Linked DNA regions of Mus musculus: regions 1 and 3 are each linked to region 2. A link is a contact called in public promoter capture Hi-C data. All regions are on one chromosome and are shown on one strand. Each heading gives the region's core, a stretch centred on a gene start, on an enhancer-like site or on the middle of the called end of the contact. The rest is flanking DNA. Distances are from core to core; before and after follow the strand shown.

What was found. Promoter capture Hi-C pulls out the DNA fragments that hold promoters and counts their contacts.
Region 1: a promoter capture Hi-C map of hippocampal neurons shows a contact between it and region 2, with 2.2 times the contacts expected there. The contact joins the promoter of Ccdc171 here to the promoter of Mpdz in region 2. A contact is called at or near these places in 1 of 39 promoter capture datasets (hippocampal neurons) and 1 of 115 datasets of contacts at active chromatin or transcription factors (astrocytes).
Region 3: a contact with region 2 is called in a promoter capture Hi-C map of hippocampal neurons, with 2.4 times the contacts expected there. The contact joins the promoter of Psip1 here to the promoter of Mpdz in region 2. A contact is called at or near these places in 2 of 39 promoter capture datasets (hippocampal neurons and liver) and 1 of 115 datasets of contacts at active chromatin or transcription factors (astrocytes).

What each region holds. Positions count from the first base shown.
Region 1 is chr4:83,524,172-83,526,933 of GRCm38.p6, reverse strand. It overlaps Ccdc171 (coiled-coil domain containing 171), which reads right to left and starts at 1,389. Exons shown (of 26, transcript NM_001355378.1): 1 at 1,164-1,389.
Region 2 is chr4:81,441,562-81,444,261 of GRCm38.p6, reverse strand. Mpdz (multiple PDZ domain crumbs cell polarity complex component) reads left to right here and starts at 1,447. Exons shown (of 47, transcript NM_010820.3): 1 at 1,447-1,626.
Region 3 is chr4:83,485,117-83,487,878 of GRCm38.p6, reverse strand. It overlaps Psip1 (PC4 and SFRS1 interacting protein 1), which reads left to right and starts at 1,416. Exons shown (of 16, transcript NM_133948.6): 1 at 1,416-1,604; 2 at 1,951-2,162. The coding sequence starts at 2,091.

The DNA of each region.
Region 1 (2,762 bases), core at 140-2,639, 2.1 Mb before region 2:
TCTTTACTCATCGAGAGGAAAGGGCTTGATTCCCTAACACTAAATCCACTTTTTTTTTTTTTTTTTTTTTGTCTATGCAGCTTTGCATTCATTAGTCGTGACACCTGTGTGGGACTATCAGCAGTTACACGGTTCATTTGGCAAGGGGGCACTTCAGAGCTGAGTGCAGCTCAAATAGCAGAACACTTTTGTGCCCATGATTCTTGTTCAGTCTCAACCACCTTTCATCCCATCTCTGAAAAAAGAAGAGAGGTGAAGGAGATGTGTGATTCTGTCCATAAAACACGCCTAAGACAAAGAAACTCAAACAAACAAAAAGTAAACGGAGCCTGAAAGACTAAGCCCACTCTGCTTATTTGACATAAAGAACCTAAGGTCCAGGCGACAGGTGATTTGCCTGTCACAGCTAATAAATGGCTGAGCCAGGATTTACACACAAGCTCCAAGCTAAAACAGCCGCCTTCACTTTCCCTAGAATCCCGCTGCACTGCCTGCATTCCTCTGCCTTTAACTGGAAAGGATTGCATTTCCGGCTCTATCACAGTTTGGTCGTTACTAAGCACTGATAAATACAAATAACAAAACGGTAGTTTCATTTCTCCAATACTAGGAAAAGTATAAAACATCAACGTGCAAAATCTTAGAAGCTGTTTGATATCGTCTCTAAGTTATGTATTTGATTAATATGAATATCGTAAATGATTAAAAAGTCAAAGGGGGGGGGGTGTGTGCTTGTACGCAAAATTCAGCTTTAAACTCACAGCTGACTTTTCTAAGTCCCAAGGTGGGTGGTAGGCAGAAGTTGCATAACTCATTGTTTTGCTTATCAAACGTTTGTAGGGTGCCTAAAGTGTGGTAGGCATTTAAATAAAATGAAGGTAAAACACGAAAAAAAAAAAAGTGATCCTTGGGTACTGATCCCAAAGAGCTCCGAGGACTCTAGTCCCCACCGGTCCTCGGAGTACAGCGAAGATGCTCGGCTTCCTCAAGGTGGGCGGAGAGCCCTGGCCATTGAGCTGGAGGCTGGAGGCTGGAGGCTGAGCTGGAGGCGTGTCAGCACCAGCTAGCAGCCCTCAGCCGGGTCCTCTCTGCAAGCCCAGTCTCCTCTCAGCACCTCCCGGTCCCGGGCGCCAGTCACCATTGCACCCACAGCCCGCAGTTACCTCGGACTCGCGTGGTCCAGCCTGCACACCCACGACCCCCAGGCAGCTTCAGGTCTCGGGGTGAGTGGGAGGTCAGGCAACTCTCAGGAGAAAGAGTGACAACTGGGGAAAGCCGATGGACTCTAGGGCCAGGATGGAGAAAGTCTACGAGGTGAAGTTTACAACGGCCACTTCCGGGGGCCCGGAACACGCGACGAGGCTCTGGGCAGCCGCGACTTTCTCCGCCTCCCTGGCCCCGCCCCGGCAGGCCCGCCCCTCGCCTCCGCGTCCCCAGCGTCCCGCCCGCCGCCCGAGCCCCAGCTCCAGGATACGCGCGTACTCAGAGAACGCGGGCTCGCGCTGGAAGAGAAGCGCCGGCCCGCAACCGCGCGCGCTCCCGCGGCAGGCGGGGTATATTGCGCATGCGCCAGGGGTGGGGTACGCGTGCGCAAAGCACACGGGTGGCTCGGGGCCGCGTTCCACCCCATGCGCGCTCCAGCGCCGGCATGCTGTGCCTTCTCCTTGTTTCAGAACTCCCGCAACCGAGTGGCGTGCACATTTCCAGCCTCGGAAAAGGGCAGCAGCCTGTTCCTGCTCTGTAAACGTCTTCTTAGCTGGCTCTCGGCCCGAGAAACCCGCTAGGACCGCGGCCGATGCCAGGGTCCCCAGGGAGAGTGCCTGGGCTTCGGCACAGGTGGCAGACTCTCAGCGCCCTCCTCCTGCAGTCTCCTCCTCCCATCGATTTCTTTTGTATTTTGGCTTGGGTGGATAGAATGTAGGTCGGTGCTCTGATGCTGCTGAGCGTCTTTGATTACAAATAATGCAGAACCGGATTCATTGGCAAATAAGGCCTTGGAGCCTCGCCTTGAGCTCCATCTCTGCTAGATTTCAGCCCCTCCCCCTCCTCGCCCACAATTTATAAAGAGCTTTGGTTCGCCCTGTAGCCGCTTCAGAGGATTGGAAAAGCAAATCCTCTTTTGTTCCTTGGCTTTTGAAAGCCTATTCCCTAAAGAACAATGCGAAATGGCAGGATTTTGATGAAAGGTTTTTATCCCTGCCGCCACTACCTTCTTTCCACAAGTGTTCATACAAAATGAGCCTTTTATGCTAAACTTGTCCGGGGTTGGTTGTAATCAGCCTGAACCAGGTGTTGGGGTTCTCGCCTGCTCTCGCTCTGGAAAGTTAACAGTCCTAAGAGCAAATAGATTAAAACTTTGGTTCTTGCACTGCTGAGAAACTTTAATTGGTTTGAGGTCAGTTGTTTGGTTTTTAAAAGGTTTTCCTTGCTTCTTAAGGCTTTAGCCAGAAGAGATAACTGCTTCGAAAACAAACTGAAGGAAACAAAAGTAGCCCTCTCTACTTAGGAATCAAATGGAGAATTACAATAAATAAGATTACATTCACCACCACCATGGGTTTCTCTGTGTGGCCTGACAGTCCTGGAAGATGAGAGTTTTTTTTTAAATTGTATACGGCTTAGTTTTGTTATTTGAAAGATTTTTGTTTGGAGGGAAGTGATTTTGTTGTTGTTTTGCTTTCTTGGTTTTGTCTGGGTGGGGTTTTTTAATTCCCTATGTAGCCCAATCAGGCCCCAAATTCTGGATCCCCTGCCATAGCCTC
Region 2 (2,700 bases), core at 198-2,697:
CTTGATTACTAATTGAGAAAATAAATGCCTTACAGCTGGATCTCATGGAGTCATTTCCTCAAGGGAGGCTCCTTTCACTGTGATAACTTCAGCTTGTGTCAAGTTGACACACAAAACCAGCCAGTACAAACTATGAGATGAGAAATACACCCCATGAGTTTAGGCAGTAGAAGGCCCTTACCAAGACAACTGTCAGAGCAGTGACAGGCCCAGAAGTAAGGGTCTCTTGCGCAGCTGTGATCAAGAACACACTGGGTAGAGACAGAACTGTGGATAGATCCTCTCCATCCCTACCCCTAACCCTAGCCCCTTCTCTTTACCTTTGTGTTTGGTTTTAAGATGGGACGCCTGATAGAACAGATTCCCACAAATGCACTGTGGGAGGAAGAGAAGATGGGATGAAATGTCCCTCAGACGAACTACATCTTCATTTTCAAAAATCCTAGAACTGACTCATATCCACACATTCTGAAGACATCCAGTCAGAGTTCACATTTTCCTGCATGTCAAATCTATGCTGATTCATATTTGCGGAACCAAGGGAATTGAAGGTTTGGGCCCTGTGTTGTCTCCACCCAAGACACTGAATCCACTTTAATCAACTCACATTAGCAAGCAAAAATTTTCATTGAACGGTAACACTTTCATTCTTGTGCATTTCACGTGCTTCCTCCTTTAATATTTAGTAAATGTTAGAGAAACGCAAATCGCTTTTTATTAGACAAAATAAAATTACAACGCAATTCTTGTATTTTAAAGTCTGAGAGTTTTAAATTGTTCACTCTAATATTAGACTTAGAAAAAAGAGCGAGCGAGCTGTATTTTCTTTAATGGGTGTGGGGTTGGGGATAGACTGTGGGACTCCAGAGCTGAGGTCAACAGAAAGACAATTGTAAAAGTCACAAAACAGAAAAGGGGCATTCCCTCCCACCCCAATTCCCAGTAGCAGACAACTCTGAGCACTTTCCCGGAGGAGTTTGCTGCTTTTTTTCTTTTTATTGTCTCACCAGGCTAAGAACGCATCTTGATGTGCTAAGTAACTTCTCAAAAAAGGACTTCCCTTGACCACCTCGTTTCTCAAGAGGCCACGAATGCAGAGGGCAGTCCTCACCAAGAACTAGGAGAACTGCAACTAGAGACTACCAATGCAGGGGCCGGGAGCATAAAACACAAAAACTACATTCCTAGCCCAATTCAAGTTTTTGATAAAATATCAGCAACACTGGAGTGCAAGTATTTCTCGCGTCAATATGTGTGAAACGCTATACTTAAAAAAAGGGCACTTCCTTTGGAAGTCACATTTAGGAGCCTGCCCCACGCCCCGCCGCCTTCGCGCTTGTCCGTCACCCACGCGGGCCCGGGCCCGTGCGCCGGTCGTTCCATCTCGGCGGCGGCTGGGCCGCGCCCCTGATTGGCCAGCGCGCCCCGCCGGCGTCACGGCTTCCCGCAGCCCCGCGGCCTCCGGGAGGCTGGTCCGCGCGCAGCAAGGCTGGCCGGCCGCGGGCTCCGGTTCTCCGGCCACGCGTGAGCGTTCGCGCCACACGGCGCTCCGAGGGCCGCGACTACAGCGGAGAGGAGCCGAGCGCTTTGCCCACCCCGGGAATCCCCGCCAGGCCGCCGAGCCCGGTAAGCGGCCCCGCCCGAGCCCTGCCCCCGGGACTCTGGAAGTTTCCCGGGCTGCGCGCTCCCCGCCGTGCTCTCCGCGCGGCCTGCGCGCCTGTTGCTGTGCGCGGGCCCGGGGAGTGCGGGAGGGCCCGGGCCTGGTGGGGGTGGGGGAGCGTGCGGGAGGCGCTTTGTGTCTGAGCCCTGCTTCGTGGGGCGCGATGGTGCTCTCTGGGCTGCTATTTATTCTCCAGGGACTCGGGGACTGGGCAGTTCCTTCCCGGGTCATTGGCGGCGGGGAGGAGGAGGAGGAGGGGGCGGTGGCAGCCGGGGCGGGCGCGAGGGGGCTGCTCTGCGGGGGGAGGACGCCGAGGATACGCAGGCCTGCGGGCGAAGGTTGGGGTTTCCTTCTAGCATCAGATAAGAGGACCGCGACTTCACCAGCCAGAGGGAAAACTCCTCTCAGTATTGTTTTAGTGTCCTGAGGGGATGAATCTGAGAACTGAGCCCAGGCCACCTCATCCTGTGCTGTAGGACAGCTGTGCAGTTGACATCACCTTTGTGTGTCCATAGACCCTCGTTTAGGATGCCCTTCATAAATTAATGATCTGGGAACAGGGTGTGTGGGGGGGATTGGTCCTAGGGGTTTGGGAGGTTTTTGCATGTAGAACTTGTTAAGAGATGATGAAGATTTTACAACGATCAAATTATCCAATGTAGTTTATTACGGATTTAGAGGCTGATAGAATCCAGAATAGCAATTACATTTAAAACTTTAATAAAACTAAACTTTGAACGCTTTTAATTTCAAGTTCTAATATAAAGTTTTGGAAAAGTGCACCTGGGCTATTATGGATAGAGGAAGGCTCTGTAATTTGTCTTATCTTCCTCACCCCATTTAAAAAAAATAAGCAAAAATTGATGGGACTTTTTTTCAGCATATTGATAATAGTGCATATGTGTGCTGTGTCTTTCATGCATTCCTTTCTTCCTTGGATTCTTCTAGTTTCTTCTGGTTTTCTTTCTTCCTTTACCACGTTCTAATTTTACCACAGAACCCTGATGGTGGTTTGGTGAGGGAGTTAAGTTTGTTTTTAG
Region 3 (2,762 bases), core at 167-2,666, 2.0 Mb before region 2:
CTTTCTTTTAGCTCCATGCGGAGCCCTCTGCACGATGCACATCTACAGTGGCCTGCTTGCTAGGCATTTAACATTGGGGTGCCAGATTTCCTTTTAAAGACATGCAATATTCCTTTTATAAATAAAGCCCTGAATTTTTGCCTATTCAAACAAAGCTCTTCCTGAGTCTCAGCTGTGAGTCTTTATTTAAAGCAGTATTATTGCTTACACATTTTAATATTCTTAATATCTTTAATATTTTTAGCCTGTTTGATATAGGAAATACCTAATCTTGTTCCTAGCTGTATATTCAACACCAAACAGTGCTCTATTCTAAACAGGATTTTGGAGAGATTCAATGAAGGATGAAACAAAAGACTTATTTTTTCTTAATACTTTAATGTCTTCTAATTTGCCACATCCTTACTTATTGGGAACCTGGATGTTAATGGATAAATAATATTAGTTCTGCTAGAGTAAAGATCGTAAAAGTCAACCCATTTCAGAAGGTGTATTACAAAATATTAAAAGCATCCACTGGCTAAAGGATCAAAAATAAGTTCACCTTTAAATACCCTTTAAGAGAATTTTAAATGATGAAATATTTAGGTGTTAGTAACTCTTCTCTCCTGTATCACCTACCACCATATATATCACTTTTCTAGGGAAATAGAATTTTAAGTGCAGGGCTAAAATTTAGATTGGGCCCAAATCCACATCCTAACTAACAAGCTAACTACGCTTTCTCTGTCATTGTTTTATATCCTTGACGTTTTGCATTCAATGGGATTGTGTTTTCGTTAACGGTTCTCCGCGGTTGAAATATCAGGGAAATGAAATAGGGCTTTCTCATGTTTCAGTCCCAAGAAAAGGAGACTGCAAAGCCCATTCTGCGAGGTGTAAGAGGCCTACAAGGTGCACACCCTGCAACTGCTTCATATTCCAATTTCATCTCTGGGATTTTGCACAGCTCTTCATTTTGGGGATGATGTAAACTGCGCAGGAGCACTACAGTACTCGCACCAAGGAGAAGGATGCGAGAACAAGCACCTTGGGCTGCCACATTCTCTTAAACATGCAGCCGTGGGCTACAGGCCCGGATACCCGCCCCCAAACCGGGTCCACAACAATCGTTTCCTCCCTCCCCGTCTTTTACATACAGTACACATACAAATACACACACGCAGAGCAGCCAGCAGGGGCGGGCCGGGCGCGACCACTGTGCCAGCCGTGGGGGGGGTGGAGGAGAGGGACAGCTCCCGCGTGCCTCTCTCCGGGCCTCCCCTCTCCCTCCCCTCCCACGGCATCTGCTTGCAATTGGTCGCAACCAGGGGCACCTGTGGGCTCTAGGGGACTCAGGCCCTCAGCTCCCGAGCCACGACGCTCGGCGGCTGTAGCGCCACCCGTGCCTGCGCGAGCACTTGGTACGGCCCAGCGCTAGCGGGCGCCGAGCGGGAGCCGCGCGGGAGCGGCGTAGCGACATCGGCGGCGGTGGCGGTGGCGGTGGCGGTTGCAGCTCGGAGCCGTTGAGACGCCTCTGCGGCAGCTGGTGGCGCAGGTGGCCGGCGTGGACGTGGGCAGGAGCGGCCAGCGCGCCCCGCAGCCCCAGCGCCGCCGCCCGGCAGGTGAGAGCCGCCCCGCCCCCGCTCGGCGCGGATGGGAAGCGGGCGGCCGCGCTCGCAGCCTCCCTCCTCTCCCCGCCGCGCCCCTCCCTCGTGGGCTGCGGCCCGTGGGAAAAGCCCTGGGAGCGCCGGGGTGGGAGGCCGGCGGCCGGGTGGCGGGCAGCATCCCTGCCTCAGGTGGCCGCGACCGCAGGCCCCGGCGCTGCTCGGGGCCGAGGCCGCGCTCTGTCCGAGGAGGCGCGCAGGCGGCTCCCCCTCCCCCTCCGCCGCCTCCCCTCCCCCTGCCCTCCTCCCCGCGGCCCCTCCCTGGGGTTTGCGCTTTAACCGCCCTCCCTGCTGTCCCTCGCAGGCGCGTCGGGACACCCCGAGGCATCCTCCCCCGCCCGCGGGCCCGCCAGTCCCAGCTCGCGTCTGTGCTCTCGCATCTCCTGATCGCGGCTGCGCTGCTCCCCCTTCTGGTCTTGGGACTCCCGGCGTCGCCCCTCAAACATGACTCGCGATTTCAAACCTGGAGACCTCATCTTCGCCAAGATGAAAGGTTATCCTCATTGGCCAGCTCGAGTAAGTGATTTGTAGCCCCGGTGTAGCGGTGCGGCCTGCCTCCCATCGTTTCTTCTCGGCTTCCTTTCAGTCCTTCCTCTCCTTTTCTCTTTACCGTTACTTGGAACCTTTCATTTTAGCTTTCTTTCTTTTTTTTTTTTTCTGTATACTCACGTACAATTGTAAAATTCTAGGTTTTCCTTCATATCCGCGGCGGTTTCCCTTTTTGAGTCTCTGACAGGTGTTCTATATAGCAGTTTTTGGGGATGACATTCAATTAACGTTTCATTGAGGCGAAATCATCAAGTAGGATTTTTGTGAGTTGAAATCATGACATTTCCTTAAAATTTGGAATTTTGAACAAAATACAAAGCGTCAACGAAAAATGCAGACTCCAAGCCCTTGCATGTCAGCTGTGGTTTAGGTTGCTTCGTACCGATTTGCAGTTGGCGGCTCATTTGGATCTTTAGATTCACAGTCTTTGGCTTTATGACCTTGAAGATGTTGTTTTCCATTTTTTGTTCTCCATAGCCAAAGGGAGAAGTAGACCGGACACTGGATTAACCTAACTGGAGAAGTCCTAAGGGCTCAAGATGTTACATTAAACAGCCGAGCTCCATT